Linked DNA regions of Mus musculus: all the other regions are linked to region 3. A link is a contact called in public HiChIP or PLAC-seq and promoter capture Hi-C data. All regions are on one chromosome and are shown on one strand. Each heading gives the region's core, a stretch centred on a gene start, on an enhancer-like site or on the middle of the called end of the contact. The rest is flanking DNA. Distances are from core to core; before and after follow the strand shown.

What was found. HiChIP or PLAC-seq counts read pairs in DNA pulled down with a chosen protein or histone mark. Capture Hi-C pulls out chosen DNA fragments and counts their contacts.
Region 1: an H3K27ac HiChIP or PLAC-seq map of thymic regulatory T cells shows a contact between it and region 3, with 10 times the contacts expected there. The contact joins the promoter of Coq10b here to the promoter of Gls in region 3. A contact is called at or near these places in 1 of 39 promoter capture datasets (pre-B cells), 2 of 115 datasets of contacts at active chromatin or transcription factors (astrocytes and thymic regulatory T cells) and 2 of 9 other capture datasets (adipose tissue and liver).
Region 2: a promoter capture Hi-C map of adipose tissue shows a contact between it and region 3, with 5 times the contacts expected there. The contact joins the promoter of Sf3b1 here to the promoter of Gls in region 3. A contact is called at or near these places in 1 of 39 promoter capture datasets (erythroid cells), 1 of 484 Hi-C or Micro-C datasets (LSK cells), 1 of 115 datasets of contacts at active chromatin or transcription factors (astrocytes) and 2 of 9 other capture datasets (adipose tissue and liver).

The regions. Positions count from the first base shown.
Region 1 is chr1:55,050,792-55,054,796 of GRCm38.p6, reverse strand. Coq10b (coenzyme Q10B) reads right to left here and starts at 2,027. Exons shown (of 5, transcript NM_001039710.1): 1 at 1,807-2,027. The coding sequence starts at 1,922.
Region 2 is chr1:55,025,267-55,029,155 of GRCm38.p6, reverse strand. Sf3b1 (splicing factor 3b, subunit 1) reads left to right here and starts at 1,678. Exons shown (of 25, transcript NM_031179.2): 1 at 1,678-1,817. The coding sequence starts at 1,790.
Region 3 is chr1:52,231,544-52,235,206 of GRCm38.p6, reverse strand. It overlaps Gls (glutaminase), which reads left to right and starts at 1,975. Exons shown (of 18, transcript NM_001081081.2): 1 at 1,975-2,615. The coding sequence starts at 2,215.

The sequences.
Region 1 (4,005 bases), core at 778-3,277, 2.8 Mb before region 3:
TACTTGTCTTCAATCCCAATACTCAAGAGGCAGGTGGATCTCTGCCTGTTCCAGGCCAGTCAGGGCTACACCATGGGACTCTTGTCTCTTAAAAAAAAAAAAAAAATGTTGCTCACAGGCAGAACATTTGCCTACCATGCATAAGGCCCTGAATTCCTGCCAGAAGAAAGACACACAAAAATTACTAAGATGCCTGTTCCTAAAGAGAAGAACTTAGAGTCAAGTTGAGTGGGAAATTTATATACAATACCAGGTTTTGTAACAAATTCATACATTGGTTTCTTAAGCCCCACAAGATACCCTTACCTAATCCTGATCATACTCCTAAGAAAACCACATATGCTTAAAACAAATTAACAGGTTTCCTGATCAGTATGCCTATTTGGTTATACTGCTCTGGGCAATACATCTATTTCACACACTATTAAGCGTTAGGGGTTGAGAGCTCAATGATAGAGCTGGTTGACATGTTCATGGCCCTGGGTTAGATCCAGCACCTCTCCCTTCAACTGCCCCATACAACTAGCTACATACACAGTCAAGCTAACAAGTGAGTACTGTAACATATTGAAAACAGACTTTGTAATCACTAATATTCCAAAACTACTCTCTCAAATAACATATTACATTAAAGGCCAGAACACAAGATAATGTAATACTTTTATGCATTTATATACCATTTTTGTTGCCTTTTTTTTTTTTAGATCCAGTCACTTGGTATTTCCCAGGCTGAGGCTGGTATGGACTTTCTGAGCATGAGCCTCGGACCATAAGCAGCAAAGCAACATTTAATCAGTAATATAAGCAGTATGTCCTGCTTGAAAAGCTATCTTTTGAGGATAAACTACCCGATTTCACAGTTTCAACATGTTTGTGTAAGATTTGGAGATGAAGCATGGCTGCTAGTTTCTGTTTGTTTTTGAGACAAATCTTACCTTGTAGCTCTGGCTGATATGCAACTAGCTACACAGACCAGGCTGGCCTCCAAAGCACCAGACCTGGCCTCTTGGCTGACATTTTAAAGTCTTCATTCAACCAAAATGTTCTGAAACCCAGGCAAGAGTTGGACTTTCTCCTCTGTAATGTATACATATTGATTCATCTCAAATACCAATTTTCTTTTCTTTTGGTCCTGAGACAGGGGCTCACTTTGTAGTTCGGGTTGGCCTTGAACCCACCGCGATACTTACTTGACTTTATTGCTAAAATTACAGGTGTGAGCCGCCACTCTGAGTTAATTTTAATTTTTGAGAATACTTTATTACAGTCTTATTTGTAATAGAAAACTGCATTGTAGACTTATAGTGTCCTTCAGGTCTCTAGGTTCATCTCCACCTAAAGGACCAAGCAGGAAAACCGAGGACAGAGCCATCTTCAAGGTTACAGGACCTCAAAGTTACAGTGTAGTGAAAAAAACAACAGGTCCTCTTTGTTGGCTGTGTTTCATTTTGCAAGCGCTGAGTGGCCGGGGTCAAAGAACTCCACAGCAAGTGAGAGAGCGTCTGACAAGCGGTTCACCGCCAGGACACGCACTCCCACGGCCCGGGAGCCGGCGCTCTCGGGCGCAGTTAAACTTTCCCGACGGCCGCCGCCCACCTCTTGGAGACCGGAAGGGCGGGAGCCGGAGACCCGGCTGCTTGTCCGTCCTCCCACGGCCGTCTCGTCGCTGACTCACCCCGATAATATGAGGTGCACGCAGACCAGCCGGCCGAGCGCCGCGCCCCGGGTCTCCGGAGCCGACTAGGGTCAGCGCCCCGGCCACAGGCCCGTCCCGAACCCGCCGCCCGGAAAACCTCCGCTCGCTACCTGACGTCGCGCGCAGACCCCCGCGCCGGGGCTTCCGTCACGGTGGTCGACTTCGGATGGCACCCCGATGCCACCCTCGCCAGGGCCCTCTGACTGGTCCGAGCTGCCATGATCATCTTTGTGAAGCCGGTAGCCAACGCGGGCACCCGGAACGAGGCGCCGCCCTCAGGCCGGCCTGGAGGGACGGCTCCTGCGCCTCTCAGCCAATCCGGGAGCCCTCTGAGCAGCTGGACACGCCTCTTCCCACTAAGTCCCTCCCAACCCCATGACGCCACGCTGACGCTAGGCTGACGCACGTGTCCAGTGCCGCCTCGGGACAGCCAATCGGGGCGCGGATCTCCGGGACACGCTCTGCTCCTGCCAGGAGTCTGCCACTTATGTAATCTTCGTGACGAACTCCTGGGTTCACCTACGGTCCGGGTTTTTTCCTGGAGCTATTTGGGGTCGAGTCTCGAGGCTCGGCTCGTGAGGGCCGCCCTGCCGGGGGAGGAAAGCCCAGGAGCTGGCTAATTATGTAACTGCCTCCCACACCCACCCCACCCAGCGCTGGCCCAGCGTGTTTTCGCTCCTGCTGCCGAGCCTGGCAGATTTTACTGTGTATTGACGATCTCAAACGGTACCTGCTGTGCTGACCCTGAGGTGTTGTTCAGAGAGCAACTTCGGGTCATACCGCCCCGAACAGGCCCAGTGACCTGTCAGTTCTAGCTGCCTTCTTCATACGTGGCCAAGATATGGTGTAGTGTTGCCTTTATGATCCAGGTTTTTCTCATTCTATACAAAGCAACAATTTTGCTTGCCACATTCAGGGATTGGATGAGGTCCTGACTTACATATAAGGGAGGGGCACACGTAACAAACGCATATGTGAAGGTCAGAGTCTTCCCATGTGGGTCTAAGGAATAAGAACTCACTTAACAGGCTTGCATAGCGATTGTTTTTTTTTAAATGATTAGCCATCTCACTGACTCTAATACAGTTTTTTAAAAAATAGAATTATATTTTATTACTATATGAATGTACGTGTGTGATGTGTGTTTGGCTTATGAAAGTCAGACGGCACATTTGTGAAGTCACCTCTTCACCTTCCATCTTTATGTGGGTTCCTGGAGATTCAATTTGAGTCATCAGACTTGCACAGCAAGTTCTACCCAGTAGGCCATCCTGCCTGCTGCATTTGGTTAGCAGAGCTTGAGGAATAAATGAGATTGTTGGTTAAACATAGGCAATAATATATTTTGAAAGACTTACTAGATGTTGGAGGTGTGAATGAGTCTGTCTCCTCACATAGCTCATATTCCAAAAGGGAAGATAGAACTAATGTGTACTGCATTATCGGGTAATTATGTGACTTGTATGTGGTGGTTTGAATATGCTTAGCCCATGGGAAGTGGTACTATTAGGAAGTGTAGCATTGTTGGAGTAGGTTTGGGCTTGTTGGAGGAGGTGAGTCACTGTAGGAGTGAGCTTTGAGGTCCAAAGCTTAAGCTTTGGCCAGAGCAGAAGAGACCCTCCTCCTGGCTGCCTGGAAAAGGGCATCTCTTCCCACCTGCTTCTGAGTCAAGATGTAGAACTCTTGGCTTCTCCAGGACATGTTTGACTGTACACTGTCATGCTTCGTGCCGTGATAATGGACAGAACCTCTGAAATCAGCCTCAATTAAATGTTGTCCTTTATAAAAAGTTGCTTTGGTCATGGTGTCTCTTCATACCAATAGAAACCCTAAGATGTGGAGAAAAAAAAAAAAAGAGTAGAGCACAGTGTGCTGTGCCTGTAATCCTGGCACTAGAGATACTGAAAGAAAAACTACCCAGGCTAGATTGAACTGCACAGGGAGATGCTTAAAAACATTGAAAATGAAATGATGATGTAGCTGGAGAGATAGTTCAACAACTAAGAGCTGCTATTGCAGGGGAGACCAGTTCCATTGCCAGAATTGATGTTAGGCAGCTCACAACATCAGTAACAGTTCGAGGATATCTGTTAACCTCTCCTGTTCTCTGCAGGCACTGACACACACACACACACACACACACACACACACTAAGGGTAAGGACTAGGGAGGTCTCTCAAGATAAAGGTGCTTTTGGCTAAGCCTGACAACACATGCTATAAATTCTTAAAAGCTTTACAAATAAAAATTAATCTTTACTTAAATCCCAGCACTCAGGAGGCAGAGGCAGGCATATCTGTGTGAGTTTG
Region 2 (3,889 bases), core at 429-2,928, 2.8 Mb before region 3:
GCAGGTTGGTGGGAACAAGAAGCTGAGAGGTCATCTTCAGCCGCAGACATACGGCAGAGAGAGCAAACTGAAAGTAGACTGAGGCGAGGAACTCTAATCTTGTCTCCAGCGATGTACTTCCTCTTTCTGCAAGGCTGCACAACCTCCCCAAATAAGGAGCCTAAGGGAGCCGTCTCGGACTCATTTTAATACTCTCCTTCCTGTCCTGAACCATATTAGTATTCTTTCAGGAACAAACATACAGACAAGTAGGCTGTGGTGAGAAAAATCTTTTTTGTTTTGTTTTTGTTTTTTGAGACAGGGTTTCTCTGTGTAGCCCTGTGGAACTCACTTTGTAGAACAGGCTGGCCTTGAACTCAGAAATCCGCCTGCCTCTGCCTCCTGAGTGCTGGGATTAAAGGCGTGCGCCACCACGCCCAGCATGAAAAAATCTTATTTTTATAAAAGAGGATTCACAAGACAATTCTGGGTGATCTTTTAGTGATGTTTATCATTACTCTGGAACTCCAGGAAGTATTTAGCTTCTACAATTACCACAAATGCAGCAAATGCTCCTTTGAATCTGTTATAGAAATGATAAGCCTTCCCAGTGAGAAAGCATCCTGCACATTTGGAGGATAATAAAGGAAAAAGGTCTGGCACAGCTGGCTCTGGCTAATGCTCGGTAGGGCCAGCCTTGAATACATTTTGATAACTTAGAGACACCTTAGGCTTATTTTCTCCAAATATGAGGTTATCCTCAAATTTGTAATTTAGGTCCCAACCCTGGGTTACATTTAGTACAACTTAAACAGAGACAGAAGGCTGAAAATCTGGTCAATAGGTCACTCCTATTTGCCTGGTCATTTAGGCATCAGTTATTGCCAGAATTATTTTAAGTGCACCAGTGTTGTACTTTTTCAAATAGTTGTTACCTGGGGTCATCTTACCCATTTGGCAGAATTATGTTTCTCTCAAGAAAAGAACTGGGCTTTATTGTAGATCAGGACTTAACATTGCTTGTGACCCTATACTATTCCCTTGAGCTGCCTGTTAAGAGAAGTATTCTACCGTATCTAATGGCTGGTCAATACTGGTGAACCAACATTAACATCTTAGGCATCATAAACTTTATTTCTAACAGGCCTGGCTAGCATACTGTTTATTTTTTGGGTGTCTTGGAGGCAGTGTTCCTTTGGCTAAATTCTATTTTGTGTAATTTAATCTCTCTCTCTCTCTACTTTTTATTTTTGTTTTTTTCGAGACAGGGTTTCTCTGTGTAGCCTTGGCTGTTCTGGAACTCACTCTGTAGACCAGGCTGGCCTCGAACTCAGAATCTGCCTGCCGCTGCCTCCCAAGTGCTGGGATTAAAGGGGTGCGCCACCACTGCCAGGCTCCTTTGGTTTTATTAAAGACAGGCTTTGTCTGTACAGCCCTGGCTTCGGGAACTCTCTTTGTAGACCAGGCTGGCCTCGAACTGCCTCTTCTCTTCCGAGTGCTTGAATTAACGGCACGTTACCCACCACTGGCCGGACAGGCTACAGCCCTCTTGGGAAGTAGCCATCCTCTTCCGCGTTTAGTCTTCCCCGCGGTTTCGCTGGCTTTTTAAGGAAGCCGCCGGGAGCCCGCCCTGGCCCCGCCCACTCCCATAATGCCCCTCGCAGTCTCATATAGGTGGCAGTTGAAGTACGTGCTACAGTGCGGCGCGCGCTCCCGGGTGCGCACGCTCAGAGAGCGGCCTCTGTTTCTGGCGGCGGCGAGCGGAAGTCCTTGGGAGCGCCAGTTCCGTCTGTGTGTTCGAGTGGACAAAATGGCGAAGATCGCCAAGACTCACGAAGGTAAGCGGCCTTTCCCTTCCCACGCGCGACCTCGGCAGCCAGCCAGCCGCGGCCCTCTCTCCTGGCTTTCTGCGTCTTCGCGTGGCATCTCTGGTCTCGACCGAGGCCGCGCGGCGAGGCCTGCTCGGCTCGTCGGCGCAGGCCGCTGCCCGCGTAATGGCGTCCTCTCGCACTCCGGGACCGGCGCTTTGTTCCGCGCTGGCTGTTGGTGCTTCCGAGTTCTCTTGTTCTGACCGGAGAGCCTCGCTCGAGCGGCTTGCCCCGGGGGACTCCCGGGGAGGGAGCGGGGAGGCGGACGTGGGAGGCCGACTTTCTCGCCCCCCGGGCGCTATCGTCGGCAGTTCGTACCTGGAAAGCCCTGAATGACGGCAGCCGCTTTCGGGCCGCTCCTAACGGAGGCCGCTTCAGCGCAGGCCTGCCAATCCCAGCCTTCGCGATACAGGCATCTCCAAGGCGGCTGGATCGTGTTGTGGTGCTTGCACTAAATGATTCCGGCAGAAAATCTGGTAGTTTACTCCTTTAATCACTTGTGTCCTGGTGTTCTATCTTTTTCCCTTTGAGAGCTAGGTGTTGGAGAATCAGGAGGAAGAGAGAAGGAAAGGCAGATTTGACCAGTTGCCAAAGTTTTCTGGGTAGTCGCTTATTTTATGCTGCACAAGAGTAAACAGAGCTAGAAACATGTTGAGAAGCAACCAGATTCCATAAGGAAAGTAACCAGAGAAGACGGGAAGGAATTTGAGTCTGAGAGACAGAATCCCTGTTTCTTGGCTCCCGGTTAAGAAGCCAAAATTTACGCTGACACTAAGTCACTAAACCCGTCCTTTCTAAGTGTGTGTCTCGGTGTTAGAGAGAGGTAACAAGCTAAGGATGTCAGAAATTTGACAGTTTGATGTGGAAGCAGATGTGTGAATATTCTCTTAGAAAATCAAAGGAATGTGTACAGAGAAGTAAAGCCAGTACTTTCTGAGAAGCTGGGTAACGGAGCCATTAATTTATGCTTAGTTATTTTTGGGAGGTGGTGACGCGGCGCTGATAAAAAAGGATCAATCAGTTTTAAATTAGGGGAGGATGTCTGAGCCGGAGGGAACATCTTGTACCATGCAGTGAGTGTCGCTGTGGTAGGATAGAGGAGGGTGTAAGGAGGGAATTCCGATGCGAATCTAAAGAGATGGTTTAGGACCAATAGCTGGGACATTTGAGGAACTGAAAATACTAACACTTTTGAAAGCCAGAAATGTCCCTGCATTAACTAGTCTTTTGTCTTTAAACATGAAAGTACAACACATGTTTTTGTTTTCTTTTTTGAGATAGTCTTACTATGTAATTCCGGTTGCCCTGAAACTTCCTGAATAGAGGAGACTGGGTCCCACTTCAAAGAAACTCATCCTCCTGCCTCTGCTTCCCAAGTGCTGGGTAAAAGGCCTGTGCCTGGTTAGCCCAACACTTTTTTTAAAAAAAAAGATTTATGTGAATACACTCTGTCACTGTCTTCAGACACACCAGAAGAGGGCGTCAGATCCTATTACAGATGGTTGTGAGCCATCTGTAATTGAATTGAACTGAGGACCTCTGGAAGAGCAGTCCAGCCCCTAGCCCAACACTTTTTAAAGCCAGAAATGTTTTTGGCCTCATTATTTATCTTTAGACTACTTCAGATATTGTTTGTAAAATAATTAGGAAATTGAATCGTGTCGCTGTTTTGTTCAGTCAGTGGTAGGTTATTTATTTTAATTGTTTTCCATTGTGGGGAACCAGTGAAATTATTGGACTTCCAGAGCATGGGGGAGGGGAAGTGCTTACTGAAGGAAAGCATGGTTTACTCCTTACTGGCTTCCTTATAGCTGCATAGGTAGAGTCCCATACCCTAATAGGTTATTGATTTATGGAGATTTATGGATATTTTGTAGCTTTGATTGTTGGCTTATTGATATCTTCAATGTAGCATACTCCCAGTTGGATAAATGCAAAGTTTATTTTATGTGCATTAATATTTTTGCCTGCATGTAACGTCTGTCTGAAGGTGTCAGATTCCCTGGAATTGGATTAAAGGACAGTTGTAAGATGCCACATGG
Region 3 (3,663 bases), core at 726-3,225:
TTTCCTGCCATATTTCTATTCAGTTTGTAATAGTTTTGATTTGTTGTAGCTTTCTTGTTAGTTGTTTTATTATTACCTCAGATGTCCAACCTTGGTAAACTCAGGTCTTCCAAATGTTAGAAGTAACATTTGCCCTTTCTTATCAGTTCATTCTGAAAAGTAGAAACTCTAAAAATAGTCTACCAATGCATGTCTTTTCTTTACTTTTATCTTTTTCTTTTTCTATTCTTGTCTGTTTGCATGCATGCACATATGTGCAGCTCACTTTCCTCTGTGTGGAGGTCAGAGGTTCTAAAATTCACCAATTCAGCTAGCGTGACTAGCTCTGAGTCCTAGGGACTTGTCTCCACTCCAGGCATGGTTTGTAGGTAAGTGCCTGAGGTCGGACCTGCAGATCCTCATGCTTGAGCAGGGAGCCCTTCTACCCACTGAGTCATATCCTAAGTTCCTAATTGTTAAATATACTAGAAAGTGTTTAAACCTTTAATCATCAGAAGTCATTTCATTGAGCAATGGAAGAAACTAGGAAGAACTGGCATGAAAACGTTGACTGGATTGGTGAGTAGTCTGGATGGGGTTGAGAAAAAAGAGAAAAGAGGCAGTAAAAACAGATAACTAGTTTGTAAGAAACTGAACAACACTAAGGTTTGAAAGCAACCCATAAGTTAGAAAGACAAAGTTAGATATTATTAAGGGTAACATTTGCTATCTCTCCCCTAGAATGTATTGTTTTTCCTAAATATATAACTTTGATTCACTAATATTAATATTTTTGACAAACTAACCTTAAGCAATAATAAAAGCCACCCAAGTAATATAAAATTCTGGCTTTTTTTCCCCCCACAAGGTCATTTCCTTCACACTTTTTATTTTTATCTAAAGAGCAGGTTGAAAACAAAACAAAAACTTGAGCATGACAAGCCTGTAGGCACAGTCAGATTCTTTGGTTACTAATCTCGTTCAACATGTACAGATTGATTGGATTACTAAATCTGGTGAATTACATATCCTGCTAACTTTGGTGAATCTATGCATTTAAGCCTATCTGTTTCAGGAAATGGTTTAAAAAGCGGTTTTAGTCCTGAGTGGTATATGTGTGCAGACTCAGGAAACATATGATGCACACACATCTAAAAGGATACATGGATGAGGTGATGCTGTGCTGAAACAGTTTTGAGACATGGTATTCAGATGCTTCTATTTTAAAATGGCTTTTAAAATAGAAAAAGGATCTGCAGTATTTTGCTTTCAAGTCAACTGGTACTAATGAAATAATCGCCGTTCAAAAGATTTGGAGAAATCTTGTAGAAGATAGAAGAGATCCACCCTTACTCTGGCTTTTTCTCTATTCTTCGTTGTTCCTACGCTCAAACGTTCTAAATGTCTTAAGTTGCATAGCTGAAAGGATTTTGCTCATTTTTTCCAAAACATTTCGCTTCTGGGCAGTAGCCAACCATGGAAAGTTTTAAGCACATTTGGGAGAGGGATGAAGCTAGTCAGGGCGGCCTTGGCAGAACCGATGCCTTCAGAGGGGCGGACACATTCCCCTAACCGAGGGGGCGAGCAGTAGGTTTGGACCAGACGATCTGCCACCGCCAGCCTCCCTCCAGCCTTGGGCGGCCTGAACAGGCGCACTCCAGCTTCCTCAATAGCTGGAGGACGTGCTTCCCTGGAGCGCACCTGCCTGGTGAATGGCCAGACTCCGGAGCTACGGGTCCTCGCCCAGCTTGGCCTCAGGTGGCCCGAGGCAAGGGGGAAGAGCGGTCGGCGGGGCTGACACACGTCAGTCGTCCTTCTCCCCGCCCTCCAGGACCCAGCGGGACTGCGTACGGGCGCGGAGACAAATTTGACCGATTCTCTAGCCAATCAGAAGAGAGGTCGGCAGGCTGAGCCAATGGAAGAGCTTGCAGGGGGCAGGCCGTCAGCGTCCTCCCGCCCCCGGTTGGTGAGCCTGGTATGTCTCCAGCCCTCCCTTGAGCGTCAGTCTCAGTGCGGAGCTCGCGGCGGCCAGAGCAACTTCGGCTGGCTGCAGGCTGGGCGGCGGCGGCGGCGAGGGCGGCGGCGTTGGCGGCGGGAGCGGCGGAGCTGGGGCCACACCCCGTCCCGGACTTTTTCTCTTTCCAGTCCTCTCCCCGCCGTGCGGGACACGGTTCCGGGAGCAGAGCGGCCGCCCACGCCCCAAGCATCCTCATCTGACGAGCGGGCGCCGGCGGTATGATGCGGCTGCGAGGCTCGGCGATGCTACGGGAGCTGCTCTTAAGGCCGCCCGCCGCCGTCGGAGCCGTCCTGCGGCGCGCGCAGCCCCTCGGCACGCTGTGCCGGCGCCCCCGGGGCGGGAGCCGGCCGACCGCTGGCCTGGTGGCCGCTGCGCGACTCCACCCGTGGTGGGGCGGGGGCGGCCGCGCGAAGGGCCCCGGCGCGGGCGGCCTGTCCAGTTCGCCCTCGGAGATCCTACAGGAGCTGGGGAAGGGGGGTACGCCGCCACAGCAGCAGCAGCAGCAGCAGCAGCAGCCAGGGGCGTCGCCACCCGCAGCCCCGGGCCCCAAGGACAGCCCGGGGGAGACCGACGCGTTCGGCAACAGCGAGGGCAAGGAGATGGTGGCCGCGGGCGACAAGTGAGTTGCGTGGGTGAGGCTGAGGGGAGGGGTCGGGCCCTGGGCGGTGGGCGGTGGCGGTGCGGCTTAGCAACGGAGGTTCGCGGAAGAGAAAGAAAGCGATGCCAGGCGGCCTGCGACGGCTGTGCCATGTGATTAGGCCCGGCCCCGCCCGCGCCCCTCGCCTGCTCCCACTTCCCCTCCGTGGCCGGCGCGAGTCGCCCCGGGGTGACGGGTGAGCGCCGGGAGGGTCTTGCCTGCTGAAGCCCCTGCCGGGCAGAGGCTGCTGTCCGGCCGCGCCGCGTGCTCAGCGCCCCGGCTCTGCGAGGGTGATGCCACGCGAACCTCCATCTCTCCCGAGTGACATTGAGGAGTCGGGCGTAGAGCGGAGCTTCTACCTTCCCGATTCACCTTTTTGCCAGGCCGCAGTTCCCCCATTCTGTAAGCCTCCACCACCATCCCACTGGATGCCAGATGTGGCCTTGGGTTCTTAATCCTCCTGAGGTGGATCGTTTTGGCGTGCGTAGAGCCATCTGGGCCACCGGAAATAATGCTTCAGAAATGAGATTAGGCGGAATAGGGACATGTGGCCTAGAGGACGAGGAACGCAGCATGGACCACCTGTTCCTATCGGGACCAGTGATGGCTTGTCTGATGTCTTCTGTGCGGTGGACAGATTTTTAAAGGATAAAATTGTTTTAAAAGCACAAAAATAAGGTGACATAAAATACACAAAATCTAAGTAGTTTTAGGGACTTGATTGTGATAGGATGTTGACTCATTGTGTATATAGGGTGGGAATTTAGCCTAAGAGCAAAATTGAGTTTTCTTTGCTGAATGCTTTTGTGTAATATAGTTTCCCCAACTAGGTAAACACTGACTTTTAGGCTTTTTCTGTATCCTATTTTTCTGACTTTATACTGATATGGTGTATCCTGTTTTGCATTTTACTTCTCTTCCAGCTCTGCACAGTAGCTTAAGTCAAACTGAAAGTGTGAATTTTATGACTTCAATCTCAGGCCTGCTTAATGTTTCCTGTAATTGATGTGGGTACCTTCCTAAAACATTC